Linked DNA regions of Mus musculus: all the other regions are linked to region 3. The links are chromatin contacts, called in public ChIA-PET maps. All regions are on one chromosome and are shown on one strand. Each heading gives the region's core, a stretch centred on a gene start, on an enhancer-like site or on the middle of the called end of the contact. The rest is flanking DNA. Distances are from core to core; before and after follow the strand shown. Region 1 holds the start of Polrmt (polymerase (RNA) mitochondrial (DNA directed)). Region 2 holds the start of Rexo1 (REX1, RNA exonuclease 1). Region 3 holds the start of Ndufs7 (NADH:ubiquinone oxidoreductase core subunit S7). Region 4 holds the start of Btbd2 (BTB (POZ) domain containing 2). Region 5 holds the start of Mknk2 (MAP kinase-interacting serine/threonine kinase 2). Region 6 holds the start of Ap3d1 (adaptor-related protein complex 3, delta 1 subunit). Region 7 holds the start of Scamp4 (secretory carrier membrane protein 4).

What was found. ChIA-PET counts read pairs in DNA pulled down with a chosen protein or histone mark.
Region 1: an RNA polymerase II ChIA-PET map of memory CD8 T cells shows a contact between it and region 3, with 9 read pairs. The contact joins the promoter of Polrmt here to the promoter of Ndufs7 in region 3. A contact is called at or near these places in 3 of 115 datasets of contacts at active chromatin or transcription factors (large pre-B cells, memory CD8 T cells and pancreatic cancer cells) and 2 of 9 other capture datasets (adipose tissue and liver).
Region 2: a contact with region 3 is called in an RNA polymerase II ChIA-PET map of memory CD8 T cells, with 273 read pairs. The contact joins the promoter of Rexo1 here to the promoter of Ndufs7 in region 3. A contact is called at or near these places in 3 of 39 promoter capture datasets (liver, neural stem cells and pre-B cells), 1 of 484 Hi-C or Micro-C datasets (the N1E-115 cell line), 2 of 115 datasets of contacts at active chromatin or transcription factors (memory CD8 T cells and pancreatic cancer cells) and 1 of 9 other capture datasets (adipose tissue).
Region 4: an RNA polymerase II ChIA-PET map of memory CD8 T cells shows a contact between it and region 3, with 23 read pairs. The contact joins the promoter of Btbd2 here to the promoter of Ndufs7 in region 3. A contact is called at or near these places in 1 of 39 promoter capture datasets (cranial neural crest) and 2 of 115 datasets of contacts at active chromatin or transcription factors (memory CD8 T cells and pancreatic cancer cells).
Region 5: a contact with region 3 is called in an RNA polymerase II ChIA-PET map of memory CD8 T cells, with 211 read pairs. The contact joins the promoter of Mknk2 here to the promoter of Ndufs7 in region 3. A contact is called at or near these places in 6 of 39 promoter capture datasets (the C10 cell line, cranial neural crest, hippocampal neurons and 2 more), 4 of 115 datasets of contacts at active chromatin or transcription factors (double positive thymocytes, memory CD8 T cells, microglia and 1 more) and 1 of 9 other capture datasets (adipose tissue).
Region 6: an RNA polymerase II ChIA-PET map of memory CD8 T cells shows a contact between it and region 3, with 55 read pairs. The contact joins the promoter of Ap3d1 here to the promoter of Ndufs7 in region 3. A contact is called at or near these places in 2 of 39 promoter capture datasets (liver and pre-B cells), 1 of 484 Hi-C or Micro-C datasets (B cells), 1 of 115 datasets of contacts at active chromatin or transcription factors (memory CD8 T cells) and 1 of 9 other capture datasets (adipose tissue).
Region 7: a contact with region 3 is called in an RNA polymerase II ChIA-PET map of memory CD8 T cells, with 28 read pairs. The contact joins the promoter of Scamp4 here to the promoter of Ndufs7 in region 3. A contact is called at or near these places in 2 of 39 promoter capture datasets (liver and pre-B cells), 2 of 115 datasets of contacts at active chromatin or transcription factors (bone marrow-derived macrophages and memory CD8 T cells) and 1 of 9 other capture datasets (adipose tissue).

Annotation. Positions count from the first base shown.
Region 1 is chr10:79,744,974-79,748,022 of GRCm38.p6, forward strand. It overlaps Polrmt (polymerase (RNA) mitochondrial (DNA directed)), which reads right to left and starts at 1,608. Exons shown (of 21, transcript NM_172551.3): 1 at 1,492-1,608; 2 at 701-799. The coding sequence starts at 1,579.
Region 2 is chr10:80,559,995-80,563,027 of GRCm38.p6, forward strand. Rexo1 (REX1, RNA exonuclease 1) reads right to left here and starts at 1,566. Exons shown (of 15, transcript NM_025852.3): 1 at 1,270-1,566. The coding sequence starts at 1,426.
Region 3 is chr10:80,247,900-80,250,849 of GRCm38.p6, forward strand. It overlaps Ndufs7 (NADH:ubiquinone oxidoreductase core subunit S7), which reads left to right and starts at 1,550. Exons shown (of 8, transcript NM_029272.4): 1 at 1,550-1,592. The coding sequence starts at 1,577. n-TFgaa3 (a tRNA gene) reads right to left here and starts at 1,137; the gene lies at 1,065-1,137. n-TNgtt7 (a tRNA gene) reads left to right here and starts at 1,260; the gene lies at 1,260-1,333.
Region 4 is chr10:80,655,122-80,658,204 of GRCm38.p6, forward strand. Btbd2 (BTB (POZ) domain containing 2) reads right to left here and starts at 1,373. Exons shown (of 9, transcript NM_145361.3): 1 at 1,009-1,373. The coding sequence starts at 1,364.
Region 5 is chr10:80,674,849-80,677,685 of GRCm38.p6, forward strand. Mknk2 (MAP kinase-interacting serine/threonine kinase 2) reads right to left here and starts at 1,445. Exons shown (of 14, transcript NM_021462.4): 1 at 1,233-1,445; 2 at 976-1,092. The coding sequence starts at 1,026.
Region 6 is chr10:80,740,907-80,743,767 of GRCm38.p6, forward strand. It overlaps Ap3d1 (adaptor-related protein complex 3, delta 1 subunit), which reads right to left and starts at 1,369. Exons shown (of 31, transcript NM_007460.2): 1 at 990-1,369. The coding sequence starts at 1,085.
Region 7 is chr10:80,601,458-80,604,528 of GRCm38.p6, forward strand. Scamp4 (secretory carrier membrane protein 4) reads left to right here and starts at 1,425. Exons shown (of 7, transcript NM_019575.4): 1 at 1,425-1,492. Adat3 (adenosine deaminase, tRNA-specific 3) reads left to right here and starts at 1,423. Exons shown (of 2, transcript NM_001100606.1): 1 at 1,423-1,492.

The DNA.
Region 1 (3,049 bases), core at 358-2,857, 500 kb before region 3:
CAAGACAGGGTTTCTCTGTGTAGCCCTGGCTGTCCTGGAACTCATTTTGTAGACCAGGCTGGCCTCGAACTCAGAAATCCGCCTGCCTCTGCCTCCAGAGTGCTGGGATCAAAGGCGTGCGCCACCATACCCGGCTCATGCACACCTTTAATCCCAGCACTCCAGGGGCAGAGGCAGGCAGACCTGAGTTCAAGGCCAGCCTGGTCTACAAAGCAGCCAGGACTTCCTACACAGAGAAACCCTGTCTCGAAAAACCAAGAAAGAAAAAAGAGAGAAAGAGAGAAGGGAGGAATGAGGAGAGAAAGAAAGAAAGAGGAAGGAAGGAAGGAAGACAGACAGGCAGGCCTGGCAGACAGGCTGGATTCCAGCTGCACCTCGACTCTGCAGGACTAAAACTGGAGACTTCTATGTCAGCATTCCAACAATGCAAATCCGGTATTGTTCAGGTGTATTTGGGGCCTCCACTGTCTTCCTAGAAGTGAGAGCCCCAGGTGGGAATCTGGAACTCAGGGAATGGAATTACAGCAGCTCCCAGAACCAGCACAAGAGGACCCACAGGACCACAGACAGGCCAGCCAGACAACACTGCTCAGTGGACTCTGGACCCCATTTTACATACTCCCTTGGAGTGGTCAGGTACAACGCAGAGCACACTCCCTCAAGGCTTCACTGTGGAGAAGGACTTAGGACACCAACTTACCTTCCAGCAGTTCAGCATGGCCCCACTCCCTCAGGACATGTTGCTCACGGGGACTGGCAGCGGAGCTCCTTCTTGAGCTGCAGAAGCCACCAAAAGTCCCTAGAAAGAGACATGAAGAATAAGAACACAGAAACCATCCTATCAAGTGGACACCGTGGCATGCACACTTATTACCCCAGGTCTCTGGAGGCTGAGGTGGGAGGGTCTCCAATTGGATTCCAGCCTGGGCTACAAAGGAAGTTCTAGGTTAAGCTAGTGTGAGTTCCTGCCTCAAACTTACGTCATGCCCAGAAAGAAATGGATCAAAAGACAAGGACTGCCAGGCATGGGATCTCAGAACTCAGGAGGTTGAAGCAGTAGGACCTGAGTTCAAATAAAGCATCCAGCATGAACCACATGGAAACACCATGGCTCAAAAAAAAAAAAAAAAAAAAAAAAAAAACACGCCCCGCCCACAAATAAATCCAGACCCAGAAAAAGACCAACTTCAAGGGCAGAACAGGCCAAAGCTATAAGGATCGGGGTGCAGGATCCAGCAAGAAGTACTCCTAACTAAAAGTAGCCAAAGGTCAATGCCAATATCCGTAAGTCCCCAACAGTGGGTCAGAGACATGGAAAAGCGAGCAACAATCAAAAGTCAAAGTGCCCTGCGGACCTAGAGAGACGTTGCCAACTAGTGCCCAGCTAAATGGGTCCCCAGAAACTCCTCCATAGGTCAAAGAACAAAGGTTGAAGGTGACCGGGATCCTAAGGAAGGGAAGATTATAGTCCTGGATCCGACACTCCTTTACCTTCCTCCGAAGGCGGGCGGTGGGGCCCAGGGGAGCGCAGAACCCGGCCAAGCCCGGCTGCGCTTCGGGTCCACCGGAGCGCCGACATGCCGCCTGCTGCCCGCAGTGCGCACGCGCACGCGCCGCCTGCAGGGAGCTGTAGTTCTGCGACTGCCGGAAGCGCTCTTAGGGTCTGTCCTGTGAGAGGAGTCGAAGGAGAACTACAACTCCCAAGAGGCAGCGGGCAGCGTGGCGGCAAGAGAGCATGCGCAGAAATACTCTTCTGATTCGTTCTTTTCATATCCAAGTTCCCTCTTTAGTTTTTATATTTTTTTGTTCTTTGATTGACTGGTTTCTGCTTTATTTTATTTGTTCATATATATGTGCGTAACATTTACATATGTGTATATATTATGTACTATATGCACATTTTTGGCACAAAGTCTCACTATTTAACCATGAATGTCCTGGAATTTAACAGGATTCCCTTGAACTCAACAGATATCCTCCTTATACTCCTGCTCTGCCACCCAGTACTGGGACTATAGTCGTGCGCCACCACGCCCAGTCCCTACCCTATTTGTTTCTCCTCCTCTTCCTCCTCCTCCTCTCTGCCTCTCTCTGTCTCTGTCTCTCTGTATGTATATGTGTTTGTGCAAATGGAATCAGGGCCGTAGAAAGATGGAAAAGACGTGTAAATAGTACCACATCGCGATTTCATTCATCCATCCATCCATTCATTCATTCACATTCACAGAGTCCCATGTAGCTCATGTTAGCTTCCAATTTACATGTATGAGAACTAATCTGGAAAGCCTGACCTTGCTGTCTTCTCCTTCCCAGTGTTGGACTAAGGGATCTATCTACACGTAGCCCAGGTTGGTTTCAAACTTCTAATGTGGCCAAAGATGACAGTGAATTCCTGATCCTCCTGCCTCCTAGCTCAGGAAGTGCCGGATGACAGATATGTGCTATCACGCACCAGCATTTTATATTTGAGACAGAATCTCACTAAATTTTCCAGGCTAATTCTGTAGCTCAGACAGTACCCTCCTGAGAAGACAGGACCTGGGCTCATTTTCTCAGTACTAGGGCTTCTACTGTCTGGAGCGCATCAGTGAGAGCTTTGGGTTTATAATCCCAGCCCTCTGGAGGTAAAGGCAGGCGGATTCAAATTTAAGCACATAAAATGCACATAAAACCTTGTCTCAATCAGGCAGTCGGGCAAGCAAACGGACAGATAAACAGACACACACACAAACTCAGAGCTGGGTGTGGTGGCACACACCGTTTTTGCTTTTGTTTTTGTTTTTTTAAAGATTTATTTATTTTATGTATCTGAGTACACTATCTCTGTCTACCAGAAGAGGGCATTGAATTCCATTACAGATGGTTGTGAGCCACCATGTGGTTGCTGGGAAATGAACTCAGGACCACTGGAAGGTCAGTCAGTGCTCTTAACCCCAGGTGGCACACACCTTTAATCCCAGCACTTGGGAGGCAGAGGCAGGCAGATTTCTGAGTTCTAGGCCGGCCTGGTCTACAGAGTGAGTTCCAGGACAGCCAGGGGCTACGCAGA
Region 2 (3,033 bases), core at 316-2,815, 310 kb after region 3:
GTGGAGTCAGTGGTGAAGTTCACCAAGCCATTTCTAAGGAACAGAGGCCACCAGAGGGGACTAAACGGTACTCTAGTCAACAATGCCCTGTCTCTCTTTTAGAGATGACCACATATGTAACCCAGGCTGGCCTTAAACTCAAAGAGATTCACCTGCCTCTACCTCCTAAATGCTGAAATTAAAGGCATGCACCACCATACCTGGGTGCCATGCCACTTTTTAAAGGTTTTTGTTTTTAATTTCATCCACATGAGAGTTTGCCTGGGTGATTGCATTTGCACCACACATGGCTGGTGCCTTGGAACTGGGTTTACAAACCAGCCATGTGGCTGCTGGTAACCCAATCCAGGGCCTCTGCAACAGTAGCAAGCGTGGCCCCCACCCCTCAGACAGGGACTCACTGGCTATGGATTTCTGGAACAAGGCTTCCTATATAGACCAGGCTGGACTCAAACTCAGAGGTCCACCCGGCAATGCCTCTAGAGAAACGGGACTAAAAGTGTGCACGCAGCAGGCCCAGCCCAAAACAGAAAGTGCTCTTAAATCGGAGCCATCTCTCTAGGCTCTCCAATGTCTTCTTTAAATGCAATTGGAATCCTAAGGGTCCGGTTAGGGCCATCCCAGAACCTAGGAGGTTGCAGCTTCAGGGTCCTGGGTCCAAAACTAGCCTGGCCTACAACAGTAAAAACAAACAAAAGACAAATAACAAAACCTTAATGTCTTTTCTCTAATACAATACTTCCTACACACTGCCTGATCCCTGAGGCCTTCTTCAAAATGTCATCACACTAATTGCGACATGCTCCCTGCCAAGCTCAAAGTCCACACCCGTTCAAGGCAAGGGGGTTTTCCGCTCGACAAACAGCAGGTGCCCCTATGGCCTTGTGCATCCAACTACTGGAGACAGTGGGGGGGGGGGGGGGACTCATCCCAGGAAACTGTCGCGTTCGTAAACAAGGTATGCCACAAGCGCACAGGGTGGCGTGCGTGGTGACGGGAGGGAATGATATATCGTTCGGAACAAGGTGGACAGAATAAGAACCGGAGGAGTTGCACCAAGTCCCCTAGCTTGGGGACGGGGATGCACGGTCTCTCGCTCCGTCGTGACCGTCTTTATGCTTTAATGACCAGAGAGGTCTAGACATTTGCACAGCATCGCGATGGCAGCTAGGAGAGGGACAGCAATCTGACAGTGCGCGGTCTGGCTGAGCAAGGGAAACATGTAGCACGGGCGGGCTGTGGGACCCAGGGCGGTCCTATGGGCTTTACCTGATGCAGGAGATGCTGCGCCGCCGCTACCGGGAGCGCCGGGACCCCGAGCTCCGCGGTGCCGGAAGTGGCAGTAGGGCCGCCGGCAAGGCCCCCCGGGAGCTCCCGCCCAGTATGGGCAGTCGATGGAGCGGAAGAAGCCGGTAGAACGTAGCATGGTCCGTTCCGCAGCGGGGCCCCGGCCCGGAGATACCCGGGACCCCGGGACCCCTCCTCACACTCGCCCCGGAGGCTTCCGCTCGCGCTTTTCGGACCCCGCCGACGCCGCCATCTTGCCCCGAGGCCCCCAGAGGCCCCCGGGACGCTGTCGCTAGGGACGCCGGGAAGGGCTGACTGAAGTGCGCCTGCTTACAATGTCGTCTCCCGCGGAACTGTAGCCGTCGGAAGACCCGAAGCTTAGGACAAGAGAAGCTTTAAAGAACGCGTGATTATATGCTTCTGGTCCTGAGAACCTTCCGGCACCGGACTTTCGCGGGTGCAGCTTCGCAATCTTGAGCCTCAAGCCCCTGAGAAGCCTGGGCTGTCCAGAGTGCGCCTGGCTGGAAATGCACCGCGAGTCTCCGCTGTAATCTTTGGCTATATAAGGCCGTCGTGCGCCCCCCGGAGGACGAGGAGAGCTTCACGGCCAGGGTTTTTGTTTGATTTAGGATTTACTTTCTAATTCTATGTATGTGCAACATGAGTGTTTCTGATTCTCGCTGAAGTCAGAAAAGGGCTTTGGATACCCAGAAATTGGAGCTACTCATGGTTATGAACGGTCATGTGAGTACTGGGAACCGAACCCAAGTCTCCAATTGCTGTAAGTGCTCTTCACCACTGAGCCAACTCTCTAGCCAGGGTCTTAATTGGCTGAGGTGCCTATCCTGAGAAACCTACCTAATTGATGCTCAAATAGTCACCTAACCACGAGGGGTATCAGTGGGGCATTTCTTTTTTCTTTTTGCCGTGCCTAGATACATACACTAGACAAGGGCACTCCAACTAAGCTACACTCTGGAAATATATTTGATTTTTTTTTTTTTGTTTTTTTGTTTTTTTGTTTTTGCTTTGTTCTGGGGTGTTTGGAGGGAGGCGACACTGTGCACCCGCATGCAGAGGTTAGAGGAGCATACAGCTTCCCACCCCTTTGTTTAGTCTTCCATTTTCTTTCCTTTAAGACAGGCTTCTTCACTGAAGTACTTCAGCTGGGCAGGCTGGCTAGCAAGCTCCCAGCATCTGCTTGCCTCCACCCCAAAGCCTAGGGTGGCACTCACCTGGTCATACCCAGCTTTAAATGGGTGCTGGGGATTAGAACTCAGGTCCTGAGACCTGTGCACAGCTTTCTAACCCACTGAGCCCTCTCCCCAACCGCTTTTCTGTTTTGCTTTTGATTGAGGTAAGGTCTCATGTAACACAGACTGGATGGACTTGCCCATTACACAGTGCTGGAGATGAAACGCAAAGCCTTGTGCTTGCTAGACAGTTACTCCAGTCACTGAGCAACATCCCCAGAACCCCTCTTTCTGTTTGTCTGGACAGGGTCTGGCACTGTAGCCTAGACTGATCTTGGACTTCTGACAGTTTTCCTAAATGCTAAGATTACAGGCCTGAGTCACCATGGCCGCCTGCTTTTTAAATTTTTAATCAATTTATTTGGTGTTTATTTTAAAAGATTCTCCTTCTGCACTCCAGGCTCATCTCATTTTCAAATCTATAAAATCCATCTGCCTCAGCCTCTGGGATCCTAGGATTACAGACTTGAGCCAACACATGCAATTTTGGAAG
Region 3 (2,950 bases), core at 300-2,799:
CCCTTAATGCCAAGCCAAGCGCTCTGGAAATAAGAGGCAGGGATAATGTGTGTGTGCGTGCTCATGTGTGTGTGTGTCTGCGAGTGTGTGTGCTCATGCAAATGTGCAGCATGAGCCATTGGTACCCATGCCTGGGACAACTTTCGGACTCCAGTTCTCTCCTGCCACCTTGTGGGATCTAGAGATCTAACTCAGGTCTAGCAGCAGTCAACTGCTTTTATCCACTGAACCAGTTCAGACCTTTATCATTCTCATTATCATGGTTGGCCTTGAGTTTGCTGTCTAGCCAAGGACTCCTAACTCTCCTGCCTCAACCTCCCCAGGGCTGGAATGACAGGCACGCCACACATGCCTTGTTTATGTGGTGCCGAGGTGGAACCAGGGTCTTCTGCGTGATAGGAGAGAGTGCTCACTAACCACCTACATTTATTCATTTTACTTTATTATTTTATGTGTGGGTGTTTTGACTGCATGCATGCCTGGTGCCTGGAGAGATCAAAAGAGCCATCAGAGACCCATGAATTGGAGTTTTAGAAGGTTATGGGATGCTGGGAATTGAATTCCCATTCTTTTGAAAGAGGAACCAATGCTCTGCTGAGCCATTTTAAAAAAATGTTACCTTTGGGAGGCAGAGGCAGGTGAATTTCTGAGTTCAAGGCCAGCCTGGTTTACAGAGTGAGTTCCAGGACAGCCAGGACTATACAGAGAAACCCTGTCTCGAAAAACCAAAAAAGAAAAAAAAAAAAAAGTTACTTAACAACATCATTACCAACAACAATAATAATTTTGGCTTTTTGAGAGGAAGAACTTGTCCTCGTACACATCCTCCTGCTTCTCTGGGGTGCTAGTCTGACAGGTGTGTAAACAATTCACCCCGATACTTTTACATTTCATAGTCAGTAATGGCTTTAGACCTATTAATTGGAAGAATGCAGGACTGATTGCTAATATGTAAATAGAACGTAAAAGTTCAACATTGGATTGGACTAATTCAAGACTGTGGTTCAAAACGAATCAAAAATCTCAAAAACGGAAGACAGGTTCATCAATGAGTTAAAAACACTTGCCGAAACCCGGGATCGAACCAGGGACCTTTAGATCTTCAGTCTAACGCTCTCCCAACTGAGCTATTTCGGCGACGCGCTGTTTGTCGGTAACACCCTCCCTCCGCCCCGTGCCATTGCTTTAGCGCGCAAGCGCACTTCACAATTTGTCTGTCAAACCTTGTAGGGTTATACTATAAGCAGCTGACTAATGTCGTCTCTGTGGCGCAATCGGTTAGCGCGTTCGGCTGTTAACCGAAAGGTTGGTGGTTCGAGCCCACCCAGGGACGACCACAGCGACTTTTTCATTCCCTAATACTGAATAAAGTGGAAGTTCTTTATTTTGTCGCTGTTTCCTGTTTGTCACAGGACGACCGTGGCGCACTCTGCGCGGACGCGACCACAGGTATAAAGCGGGTCAGAACCACTCGGCTTGTGGTGCGGGTTTCCGCTGGTGTCTATTTGGGCGTTGGACTAGAACCGGAACTCTTTGGAGGACGGACCGCAGAGGTTGTCTGAAGGCCGAGGCCAAGATGGCGGCGCTGGCGGGTGAGTGAAGCCCTTGCGGTCGGGAGAGTGGCGTAGTCCTGGGCTCCGAGCTGGCGCTGCGGGGACCTTGGAGCCCAAGCCTAGTGTTGAGAGGCGTTGGGACCGTAGAGACCTATAGGTCAGATCCCAGCCCTCGGTAATGTCGGTGTCTAGCATTAGGCCGAAGCATGTTTGAATTCACGTTACACAGTTCTGCATGGTCTACATAGCAAGTTGCAGGCCTCCTGCTATCGTCCCTGATTATAGTCGGGAACGCTGAGGCCTGTGTATCTTCCAACCTCAGGAAGCTGACTGCAGAAACCCGGCTGATGTCCCCGAAGCACAGAGTGGGACAGGGGAGAGGCCCAGGACACTTAGGCCACCCACCCGGTGGCTCTTTCCATCTCATCCCCAACCTGGACAGCTAGCAAGGGCCTCTAGAGCAGATGTCTTAGTTTCCCTGCCAAAGCTTTGGTGTCTTTCTCTTTATGTACAGGGATTAAACACCTGTGCAGTTTGGTAGACGTGAGCGACAGTTGCTAAGTGGAACCTCCCATCGCCTAGCAGGTTGCAGTGTTAACATAAGGAGTGGGAGAACTCAGGAAGTCGGGTCTAACTCCTTCTGTGTTTTGTTGTTGCTTTGAGACAGTGTCTGATGGGTCCTAGCTCAAACTCTATACTGTGGGTGATCTTGAAGGCTTCATCCGAATGCCTTCACTGCTAATGCTGGGATGGCAGGTGTGCACAGTCAAGCCCATTTATACAGCACCAGGGATGGAACTAAGAGCTTGGTGCATGCCAGGCAGGGACTCTGCCAACACAACTCCAGCCCCAAATGCCTGCTTTGGAGACAGGATCTCATGTATAAGAGGCTGACTTTGAACTCCTGATCCTCCAGGCTCTGACCCCAAATACTAGGATGACAGACTTACTACTATACCCAACATTATTTTTTCTTTTAAAGATAGGGTCTTCCTGTGTGGCCTAGAGTCATATCAAACTCATGTTCCTGCTACAGTCTCTCATTGCTGGGGTTACAGACCCCACCACTGTACCCAGCCCAGCTGTGATGTAGCCCCCTTGAAGAGTGGAGGGCTTGGTGATTCGTGGTGTTGACTGCTGGCGCCTGAATTCACTCAGGCTCAGCTGTGATCTTGCTGGTGACAGTTAATAGACCTTACTGTGGTCCTATTTGAAGGAGAAACTAACACCTTAGAGACAACAAGGAGGATGTTTGCTGTAAGGCATTGTACTGTACAGCTGTGATCCCATCCCTTGGGACGCTGAGGCAGGATGAGCCTAGCCTGGGCTATACTGGATCCCTGCTTCAAAAGAAGGGCACTAAGATTTCTGGGAGTTCCAGGCCGGCCATGGATACA
Region 4 (3,083 bases), core at 123-2,622, 410 kb after region 3:
CAAAGAGCTCAACTCATCGTGGCCATGGTGAGGTCTGGGGGTGATGGCTCAGACAGGCTGGAAGCCCAGTGCTGGAGGAACAAGAGGCAAGGGTCTCTGATGGGGCCAGTAGGTTAGATGGTGTGAGGTGTGAACATGGGGTAAGAAGGGGATCTAAGGGGTCATGGGTGGGGACGGAGGGGGCCCTAGAACTGGATAAGCTGGAGGAATGTTGGGGTGACTAATGGATTCAGAGAGCAGAGAGGATCCAGGATAGAACGGAGCAGAACCTAAGGATAAAATGAAATGGCCCTAGAACCAGGTTCAAGGCAGGCAGGACCCAACAGAACCTCCAGGTTCCCATGTTTAGGAAGTACACTGTGGGGGAAGGGGGTTGTGGGAACCAGGTTCAGGTGAAGGGGTCAGGAATCCTAAGGTAAGAGCCTGAGGCTCCAGATTCAGGGTCCAGGGGTGGTGAAAGGTCTGGGTGGGGTGTAGAGTCTGAGGTACATGATCCTGGGTGGAATGCAGATTCTTGGGGTGCAGGGTTCTAGGATGCAAGGTCTGGGGTGCAATATCTAGGAATAAAGAATCTGGGTGCAGTCCAGGCTCTTGGGATTAGGGTTGGGATGAAGGGTTCAAGCAGACTGCAAGGTCTGACTGCAGGATTTGGGATGCAGGATCCTGGGATGCAGGGCCTGGATAGGGGTGCAGGTCTGAGGTGCAGTCTTGGGTGGAGTTCAAGGTCTTGAGTGCAGGGTTCTAAGGTGCTGGTTCATGGGGTGCGGGGTCCAGGTGAAGTGCAGGATCCGGGTGGGGGAACAGAATGGGGGGGTGCAGGCTCTGAGTGGACTACGGGGTTTAGAGTGTGCGGGGTCCAGGTGGAGTGCATGGTCTGTGATGAACGGTCCCGGGTAGGGCGCAGGGTTTCAGGGTGCTGGTTCCTGGGGTGCAGGGTCTGGGTGGGGTTCAGGGTCTGGGGATGCAGGGTCTGGGGTTGCAGGGTCCGGGCGCGTCCCGGCGGCCCACCTGTGCGCGGGGACGCGCTGCGAGCTGAGCCCCTTGCCCACCAGGAAGTGCACGTCGCACAGCACCTCGTTGTTGAAGAGGAAGGCGAAGCGCTCCTGCACCGTGGGCTTGGTGGCCTGCCAGTTGTACACGGGCTCGCGCAGCAGCGCGCCTGGGCCCGCGTCGTCGCGCTCGTCGCCCACGGCCTGCGCGTCAGTCCCGGGCCCAGGCGGCGGGGACGGGGGCGGCGGAGGCACCGGGGCGCAGGCAGCGGCGTTGCTGGGGGCGGCGGCCGCGTTAGCACTGGGACCCAGGCTGCCCGCGCCGGCCCCGACCCCCGGCGGGCAAGACGCGCGCCCGCTGCCGCCCGCCGCCATCTTGTCGCTGCGGCGCGGGGGCGGAGCCACGGAGGGCGTGGTCATGGGGCGGGGCGTTTGAGAGGAGGAAGGGAGGGGCGGGGCTAAAGAGAGCCGAGACCTGAGAGGGGCGAGGGGAGGAGACAAAAAGGGAGGAGCCAACGGGAGGACGGGAAGGGGGAAGAAAGGGCAAGGCTAGGGAGGAGGATGGATTGGAAAGGGAAACGGGGAGGGAGAGAGGGAGGGAGGGAGGAGAGGAAGATGGAGAAGCGATTGTGAGCGTAGAGAGGAGGGGAGGGAGGATGGGCGTGGCAGGGCTAGGCCCAGGATTGGTGAGACAAGGAAGAGGAGGGCCCCGAAATGCCAGAGGAGGAAGGAGAAGGGGAAACAGAGGAAAAAGGGACCGAGAGAAATGAGAGGGAGAAATGGATACTGGGACAGAGAGGAGGGCAACAGGAGGGGTTGAATGGGAGGAAAGAGAAGGATGTGGTAACGGGGGAGGAGCAGAGACAGGAGGTAGGGGAGGTAGTCCGGGCCATGGAGGCGCAGGCCATCCCTGGATTCGAGCAAGGGCAGGAGGAGAAGGATGAGGAGAGGCAGGGAAGGCATGGAGAGGTAAAGGACAGACAGAGGAAAGAAGCAGGAAAGACAGCATGGGGAGGGGAGGGGAGGGGAGGGGAGGAGGAGGAGGAGATCACACAGTGGAGGAAAGAGGCCCAGACTTGAGGTGAAGGGGCGTGGTGCATCTGAGCACCCCGGGGCTAGAGGGCGGGGCCACAGGGTCTAGATGGAAGCCGACAGAGGAATAGGGATGGAGGGAAAAAGGAAGAAGGACAGGCCTTTGAAGATGGTGAATGCGGGAAGGTTAGGAGAAACGGAGAGGAACAGAAGGAAGTGAGGATGTTGAGGTCTCAGGCCCTTGATCCCACCCACACAATGCTCCTGAGCCCCTGAACCTAGCCAATCCCGGCTCTGCCTTAGGCTGTAGGACATTAAGAACCCAAACTAGCTGGGCAGTGATGGCGCGCTCCTTTAATCCCAGCACTTTGGAGGCAGAGGCAGGCGAATTTCTGAGCTCTAGGCCAGTCTGGTCTACAGAGTGAGTTCCAGGACAGCCTACACAGAGAAACTCTGTCTCAAAAAAAAAAAAATAATAATAATAATAATAATAATAACCATAATAAAAAGAGCCCAAACTAGACTGTGAACCCAGAAAGGGAAAGAAGTGGAGTGAGGGGTAAGGTACAAAGAGGAGGAGAGGACAGGCCAGGCCTGAGGAAGGAGAGACTGGAGGAGGGGCAGGAATTACTATGTATCTGGGCATGGTGGGCAACACCTGCCATCCTAGCACTGGGAGCCTGAGGCAGGAGGATCACAAATTCAAAGGTGGACAAAGCTACTCAGGGAGGCAGAAGGGGAAGAGAGGAAGGAGGGCAAGCTTTGTTTCCACAGGTTAATTAACAGGGACTGACTGGCTTAGTCCTGAGTCTCACGAATCTCATCTGGAAACAGGCTCAGCAGAGGGACCAATAAAAGTGAAGAAAGAATCCTAGCACGAGGATAAACCATCCAAACAGATTTCAACAGCCTGGATCAGGCCTTGCCTGCAAGCCGCAATAGCTCAGGGCCTTTTGTCCTGACAGCTAATAAATGTCTTTACTGTTCTGGGCAAGTCTGCTCTGTTTTTCTGTTATTTGTAGCCAAAGGCTGGGAGTTGAGGCAGCTCTCCTAGGCCGCCAT
Region 5 (2,837 bases), core at 195-2,694, 430 kb after region 3:
GTGTCTTGAGGGAAGGTCTCCACAGGCCACCACCAAGTGTGGAGGTTGCAGTGGGGCAAAGCATACCCATGTGCCAAAGGGTTTCCCCAACAAGGCTTCATCCCCTCTGATCCCAACCAACCGCACAGGCCAGCTTGAGACTACAGTGGACAGATACAGGGTTTCCCTGGAACTATATACACAGAAGTAGGGGAGACGGGGCTGAGAGACTGCAAGGAACATCCAGCCACTGACCACAAGCCAACCTAGGGGAGCTCACAAAAGAGAGAGCTAGGACCTGCTGACGTGCTTTCATCCAGAACAAGGCCAACCTGGGGGACACAGAAAGTGTGGGATCACATACAGAAAGTGGGTGGGGAGCACAAGACTGAGATCAGGCTGATGGCGAGGGACATAGAGCCACCAATCAGTGGTGGGAGTGGGTCCTGAAAGAAAGAGCTACTAGGCAGCCGGGGACAGGTTGTAGCCTGCAACAAGCACACACTGCAGGAAACAAATGTAAAGTCCATCAGAGACCACATACAGAGGTAGGAAAGCCCGGGCTGAGAAACTGCTAGGGACACAGCCACAGATCACAGGGGAGCCTGGGGCAGTTCATGAAGAGTTAGTAGGCAGCTAGAAGCAAGGCTGCAGCTTACTGACTCTCCCAACCAGCACAAGACAGGCCTGGAAGTTGCAAGGAACAGAAACACTCGATTTGCCTAGGATCACACACAGAAACAGACGACTGTGATCGGGCTAACTGCAAGGGACACAGAGCCACCAATCACAAGCCTGGGGGTGGGGGTTGAGGGTCCTAGAAGAGAGAGCTACTAGGAGGATGGGGACAGGGCTGCGGCCTGCTGACCCCCACCACCTCCAGCACAAAAGTCCAATGCAAGCACCCCTCCCAAGCCCTGCACCAGCCTCCCGAGTAGGCTCTGCTTATCCGTCGCACCCGTCACTGCAATGGGACCCCCGGACAGGACCCCTCACCTTGAACGAACGGTGGAAGCCCTGAAGTTCGGCTGTTCTCTTCTGCACCATCTTCAGTCCGGGCCCCACCAGCGGGGGAGGGGACGCGGGGCCCGGGGGGCGGCTTGGGAGGCGACCCTGCGGGCGGAGGAGACAAAGGACCGAGGCTGAGAGAGGCGCTCGGCCGGGCGGAGGCGGCCGGGGCTCGGCGGAGCTCCCGCGCCTGACTCGGGCTTCCTTCCTCCCTCGGAGAATGTCGCCCTTGGCGCCGCGCTCACCGGGGTCGGACACCGGCCGGGGTCGCAGCGCCGTCACCTCACCTAGCACAGCCCGGACCCCGCTCCGAGGACTGCGCGGGGAACAGCGCCGCCACAGCCACCGCTGCTGCTGCCGCCGCCGCCGCCGCCGCCGTCGCCGCCGCCGCCGCCGCCACCGCCGCCACCACCGCCACCACGGACCCCTCCACTGGGCCGCTGCCGCCGAGAGGAGCCGCGCGCGCGGCCGGCGCGGCCACCTTTATAGGCGCGGTCCCGAAGTTACCCCGCCCCTCCGCACCAGTCTCCGCCTTTCTCAGGGAACAGAGGAGGCGGAGCTTCCAGGAGCGTCGAAGGCCGCAGCGAGAAGAGCACGCCGGGGAATGCAGAATACGGCTGCGCGCTCCCGTTTAAGGGGCGGAGCTTAGCGGGGAGCGGAGTGGAGCTGCGCAGCGACCGTGTTGGCGACTCCAAACACGGCTGCGCACTTCGAGCTGGCAGGGGGAAGGGGAGATTCCGAGGGAAGTGGGGCGCGAAGCTTCAAGCGCGCCTGCGCACTCCCACGGTGGGGGCGGAGCGTGAAAAGATACTCGACTGCAGCCGCGTGACCTGGCTGGGGGGTGGGAGAGGACTGTGTGGAGAGGCTGGTGACCAGCCTCCGGAGTCGCCTGCGCCTGCGCAGAAGGGTACTGAAGGCTTCAGTTTGGGCCGTGAGGCCGCCTTCTCCTGTGTCACAGTTGGCCCGCTGGCTTGCGCGCTGCAGGTTCTGCTCCCTGTCCTTGAGCCGGGTGCCGCGTTCAGCTGCCGAAGGAGGGCAAGCCAGCCCTAATTTTACTGAATACTGATGCCCTTGTCCTGTGCTCCAGCTCTGCAATCCGTGATGAACCCTTCTTGAACCTCTTGGGTCCTTTGCAGCCCTCGGTGGGGATAGCTGGGACAAGAAGGGGCTAGGATCCCCGATTCAGGTTCGGATACAGTCAGACCGCGTTGTGCCTGCTGCCTCGGCTGCTTCCGTGCACAAAGAGGTTGTTTTCCCTCTTCAGGGTAGTTTGTCTACAAGTTTTTACCACCACCCTCTACTGAGGCTGGAGCCTCATGAACCTCAAGCAGCTCTTTGTGTGTTTGTGTGCACTCACACAGGTCCTCGTCCGTGTGAGTGTGTGTGCCTTATGCATACAGGTGCCTGGAAAGTCAGAAGAGAGGTGAAATTACACGATGCCTGATGTGGGTGCTGGGCTGTACCCTGGGTTCTCTGTAAGAGTAACAGTTTGGCTTAACTTATGAGTCATCTGTCTGACTCCCGAGCCTCATTGTCGTCATTAGTGATTGCATTGGCAGAAATGTTTGTCTCTAATTCAGATTGTCATGCCTGTACAAGGTTCATTACCTGGACAGATTTGGGCAGGGGATAGAACTTCAGCTCAAGGCAGTCAGGGATCAATTCCTGGCAGACTCAAACAAGGGTCTCTACTCAGCTGTTAAAGGAGTTTGCCACCAATTATAGCCTGAGCCCATTCCTGGGACACATGTAAGAGAAATAGCTTCTACCTGTGGCTAGCTGTAGCATGTGTGTGTGTGTCCACGGGGGCCAGCATGTCTCTGTAGTTTGGGGCTACCTAGCCAGATCCT
Region 6 (2,861 bases), core at 119-2,618, 490 kb after region 3:
CCTCTTGAGAGCAAAGAGGGCCACAGTACAAAGGAAATATCACATAGGGCAGTCCACACCCAGCAAAACGCAGGCCAACCAGCTATTTCAACTGAAGTAACAGCCAGGGAGAGCAGGGAGGGTACAAACCACACCAGGTAGGGTAGAAGGGAAGAGGGCTACAGAGAAATGACTGTCCCAGCTAGGGACAGGCACCCTCTTTCAGCATGGCCTTCCAGCCCAGGAGGAGGCCTGCGTCTTTCCACTGAGCCAGGCACTAAGTAGTCACTCTATCACTTCTTCCTTAATCTAGGTCACAGGCTGTGGGGAGGAAAGGAAGCAGCGCTTGTAGTCTCAGTGTAACTTCTGGAAAAATCGCTTCCACACCCTGACTTCTGCCTTCTTTGAGCTTCCAGTTTTGAAGTCAGGCTTCCCCATTCCAAGATGCCCCTAGGTCCTGCACACACTAATAGTTCAGGGGATCTGGGGCAGGAAAACCTGGCAGGGTTCCCAAGGAAGCCCAAGACAGCCACCCGGGCCTGTGCTTTCCTGACAAGGGGATTTCTCCATGGGAGACACGTAGACCTATGACAGGATTTTTCTGTGAGGGTCCCCGATTCCTCCATATGGGATCCAGAAACTAGCTCAAGTGGGGGAACCTTTGCCTAAGTAAGTCTTCTTCAAGAAGGTAAACTCAGGCTCTAGCAGTGGCATCCAACTTCAAGACCTAAAACGCTGAGGCCTTTAGGGCAAGGACTGCTCCAAGTGGACAATTTGGAGGTTCAGGGAGTGGCCCCTAGTTACAACAGACGAGACACCTGAGCCATTTTGGACAGCGCCTGTTTCAAGCTGCTGGGGGTAAACTGAGGCCAGGGGAAGGAGAGGCTGTGCAGAGCCGCAGCTCTGGAACAGGCAGGACGGGAAAGGCGATGGGGTCGAGGAAGACGGCTCCACGGCGGGCCAGAGGCAATGGGGGGAAAGCCCGGCAGCCCCGCTCCGCGCCGGCTCACCTCGTCCTCCTTGTGGTTGCGGATGCCGCGGACCAGATCCTGCAGGTTCTTATCGAACATGCGGTCGATACTGCCCTTGACCATCTTGAGGGCCATCGCGGCGGCCCGTGGGCTGCGGCCTCCGAGGGAAACGCCGCTGCCGCGGCCCTAGAAGGTGCGGGGACCCGGCGACCGCACCTCAGGCAACCGCCCCGCTGTGTTTCCGGCCGCCGCGGAGGGGACGCCGTGGAGGCCAGAGCGACGGCTGTAGCCGGAGAGCAGTCTGAGGAGAAGGGGTAGCCAGTAAGCCCGCCCCCCCCAGCTTCCACAGACCCTTCCCAGCTTAGGGCCGCTGCAAATGGCGGCCAAGATGGCGGTGGGTCAGCTGACGGAGAGCCTCAGCCTCCCGGAAGCCCCGCCTCACCGAAAAGCCCAGCCCCACATTGCAGTTTCCTTGACAACCACACGCCACCCAATAGGAAAGCAGACACCACCCTTTGACGCCTAGCAGCCCACCCCTTCCTCTGCAATGCCTTGCAGCCTCATTGGTGAACAAGAACTCCACAGACGTCCTAACCACGCCCCTAAGGGAAAATCGAGAGCAGGTCTCCCCACTCGCTAAATGACAGCAGTGGGCGTGGTCTTATCTGGTGTGGGCGTGGCTAGAGGAGGGCGGAGCTCCACGTGGAGCTTTTTCTGCAAGGTCCTGGCCAAATATATCCAGCCCAGCCTTTTCTGAATTTAAGTGGTGACTTGGGAATCAGTGTCAGGAGTCAATCACACCAGCAATCCAACCGGCCGGCCTGTGAAACCCTGTCTGTAAAACCAGCACAAGGCTTGGATGGTGGACACCATACAGGAGAAACTGTGGTGGGCAAGTGACTTTGCTGGAGATGGTCCACCGTTTTGCACAGCTGTGATGCATGTTCCTAGAGAGGCACTGCCCCCCGGAGGCGTTCGTCTCTGGATTACTTCTTGGTGCTGCAGTGCCTCCTCATGTTTTTCATTGTTATATGCCTCCCATATCTAGTACGATGTGAATGGGCACCAGGAGACCCTCACTGCCTAGAGTCTGCTGTGGTTGCTTATTGGGAGACAGCCCACTCGATTGGGCAAGTCTCCTGCAGATTAATATAAAGATGAACTTTCATAAAATAGATGAATTAATGATTTTATAGAATTTCTTATTTGATTAAAATAGTTTTAAGATGTTAGGGTAGGTGATAGAAAGTTTAAGGAGGGGCTGGTGAGATGGCTCAGTGGGTAAGAGCACCCGACTGCTCTTCCGAAGGTCCAGAGTTCAAATCCCAGCAATCACATGGTGGCTCACAACCATCCGTAAAGGAGATCTGACTCCCTCTTCTGGAGTGTCTGAAGACAGCTACAATATATTTCCATATAATAAATAAATACATCTTAAAAAAAAAAAAAGAAAGTTTAAGGAGATGGTTTAGATTGTTTTGCCAGAAAGATATAGTAAAGTTAGCATTAAGCATAGAATGTGTCCCCTCCTTTGGCTGCAAACGTTAAATAAGGAACACAGTGAGCTTTCGTGTGTTACAAGCATGTAATTGTACTTGAAAGACAAAATAGGCTTGGGACTAATTTTTTTTTTTTTGGTGCACAAACACTTTTATTTATTTATTTATTTACTTATTTATTACATGTAAGTACACTGTAGCTGTCTTCAGACGTACCAGAAGAGGGCATAAGATCTCATTATGGGTGGTTGTGAGCCACCATGTGGTTGCTGGGATTTGAACTCCGGACCTTCTGAAGACCAGTCGGGTGCTCTTACCCACTGAGCCATCTCACCAGTCCCCTGGCTTGGGACTAATTAATGATCAAAGAAGACATTCATTTTAGGTTAGGTCCGAGTCCCTGGATCATGTG
Region 7 (3,071 bases), core at 175-2,674, 350 kb after region 3:
TGGCCTAGCATTTCTATGGACCTGGGCTTAGTCAAAAAATATTAAAGAAACAACATGGGTTTCCTGGTGGCCCTGTTTTGGTGTGATGACCCAAAACTTGGTTTTCTTCCCAAGACCCTTGGTTCACATGGCTTCCTAGAAGCCAGACACTGTACCTAAGGGTTCTAGCTTCGTTTTTTTGTTTGTTTTTCGAGACAGGGTTTCTCTGTATAGCCCTGGCTGTCCTGGAACTCACTCTATAGACCAGGCTGGCCTCGAACTCAGAAATCTGCCTGCCTCTGCCTTCCAAGTGCTGGGATTAAAGGCGTGGACCACCACCACCCGGCTTGGGTTCTAGCTTTGTAATGCTGGTCATATCCACACTAATCTCCCACTTATCTGTCTTGCAAGCAGCCATACACCAAACTCATGGGACCTACTCTGCTCTGATAAGCTGGTCACAAGGCATTCCTTATTCCAGAAAGATTGTGTTTGGCAGACAGGCCTAGAAGATTGCAAACAGGTTGATCCTGGAGCCAACCCCAGGCTCTCTGGTGCCACTTTCTACCTTCCTGCTGGTCAGGGCTCAGCCAGGCAATCTGCTGTTTATGTCCTAAGCCACAGAGGAAGAAGGACCCTGGGAGAGACTCAGGGACTCTGGCCTGGGAATGACATGTTGGGCAGATAAAGCTACACTGTGAAACTCTTTATCTAAAACAATAATTAACTAAAAGGTATTAATGTTAGGTCATCTCTCCTGCCTCTATTACTTGTTCATTTATTTTCTTCATCTTTTGTTTTTGTTTTTTAAAGACAGGATCTGTCCTGGAACTCCCAGTGATTTGCCTGCCTCTGCCTCCCAAGTGCTGGGGTTAAAGGCCCTCGCCCCAACCATCTTGAACTTTTGTTCTCTTGTATCCACCCCCAGAGTGCAGGCATGACCAGCTTGTGCCATGAGGAATGCTATGTATGGAATCCAGGTTCTCCTGGGTGCTAGGAAAACACTCCATGAACAGCCCCAGCCCCAGACTTATTCAGAAGTTCACATATCTGTTTCACCCATGTACAGATGAGGAGAATGAGGGCCTGAGTGGACCTAAAACTTCAGACTACAGTCACTTTCCAAGCAGTAAAAGTGATTGTTCACCAGCAACATGGGACTTTACAGAAGTATGATGGCAGATGCTCTTTGAGTGACTAATGGCCATAGAGTCTCCTTCTGCCTCAAGTCTTCTCTCTGCTGATGTCTCAAAGTGTCACAAAGGGGCCGAGTTCAGTGCCATCCCAGGATCTCAAACCACAGTATTCTACTCGCTGCAGCACACATAAGAAAACCCCCTAGACTCAGCAAGGCCTTGTGAAGCAGCCACGCGCACGGCCTTAAGGGAAATGTAGTCGCATCGCGCAGGCCCCGCCCATGGAACTACGCTCCCGTGGTGCCCCGCGGTGGCAGGCGTGGCGGCCCGGTTGCTAGGACTTGGATAAGCGTGGCGTTCGCTCGGGTGTCCCTCAGGTGAGCAGCCGCCGTAGGGGTTCGGCTTTCGCCGTTCCGAATCCGCCATGGGGCACCGGAGATGGTGACAAGGCAAGGGCGGTGGACAGGGAAAGAAGGCCTTATCGGGACAGACCGCGTAGCCTGAGAGGGTTGTGCGCGTCCCGGGAGGCGGTGGGAGTACGCGTGCGCGAGTAGTCAACGCTAGTACGCGTGTGCACAGGGCTTTTCGCCCACCGCGCCCTATGCCGTTGGTTTGCGGCGCACGCGTGTACCCTACTTCTGATTCCGGAAACCCTGTGATTTCCAGCTGCTTCCGGTTGTATGTTCCGGGTCATCACAGTCCCCTGCCTCAGGGTTATCTTATCCACCATCCTTACAGCAGGTGTGCAGTTTCCCTTTAAGCTCTTGTACCCTATGGGGTTTCTTGGGGTATCTTGGTGGTACCAGGGATCGAATCCTGGACTTTGGTTATATTAGACTGGCACTGGACTACTGATCCCCTTCCCCTCCCTTCAGAAGTGGATTCCAGGAGCTTTCGCTAATCTTTGTACCCAGCCCTTAAATGGATGATTCCAGGCAGGGACTCTACCCCTGCGCCACACCCCATCCCCTCACAAGGGGCCCTAACCTAAGCTTCAGTCCCTCACTGGTGGACATAGGTAGGCTCAGCACTGCTGAGCTCTACCCCGAGCCCACTTCATTTTTTTTATTTTGGAAGTTTCCTGTACCGCTGAAGCTGGCCCCGAACTCCCATCTAGTGGCTTATTGAGTGACTTGTATTTCAGGCCTGAGCTTCCAGACCTGATCCTTGTAGTCTGTCCAGCCACGGTCCCATTCTTTTGGACCCTATACCCAGGACCCAAGGCCCATTGTTTGCCTGCAGTTGTTGAATGCAGAGGGCGTGTGGTTCCTCAGAGGTGGGAAGTGTCTGCTGGACCGCAGGTCCTTGTCTGTGGTACAAGGAGCCCCTTTCAAACCTGTTCCCATGCTGGTGTACAGTGGGCACCTGTCACCTAAAACAAGGGAATAACAGGCCACAATTGCAATGAACATGAAGGGCCCCTTTGGCCAAGCATTGGCTACCATCCTATAGCTATTAAACTCCTCTCCAGAGGCCCATAAGCCCAGGCTGTCATCTGTCCCCAAGGCATCCATCTTTCTGTGTCCCTTGTTGTCTAGTCTTGAGGGGACAAACAAAGCTGTGTCTTCTGCCCTGGAGACAGTGGCGCTTTGTAGCCCAGTCAGGCGCTGTGCGTTGTAGGCGTGGTGTATGCCCTGGGGAAGCCAGATGTCACCACGCCCTTCATGGGCTCTGCCTGCCATGGGGCCTTTGCAGGGGCAGCCATGGTGACACCAGGATCTCAGACACCCTTGGTGCTGTTCTCCCTTCTTAGTCTCAGGACTCCTAGTGGCACCCGTGACTCTCTAGTTAGCCCATAGAGACATTCAGTGTTGACCTGGGCAGCTGGGTGAGCCCTGAAAGCCAACAGATGTACCTGAGTCCATCGCATAGGTTCCTGTGGCCAGGTAGACATTGGTGGGGGTGCCAGGATGTGGGTATGATGATGGTCAGGTAGCCCTGCAGGTCGCCTCGTGG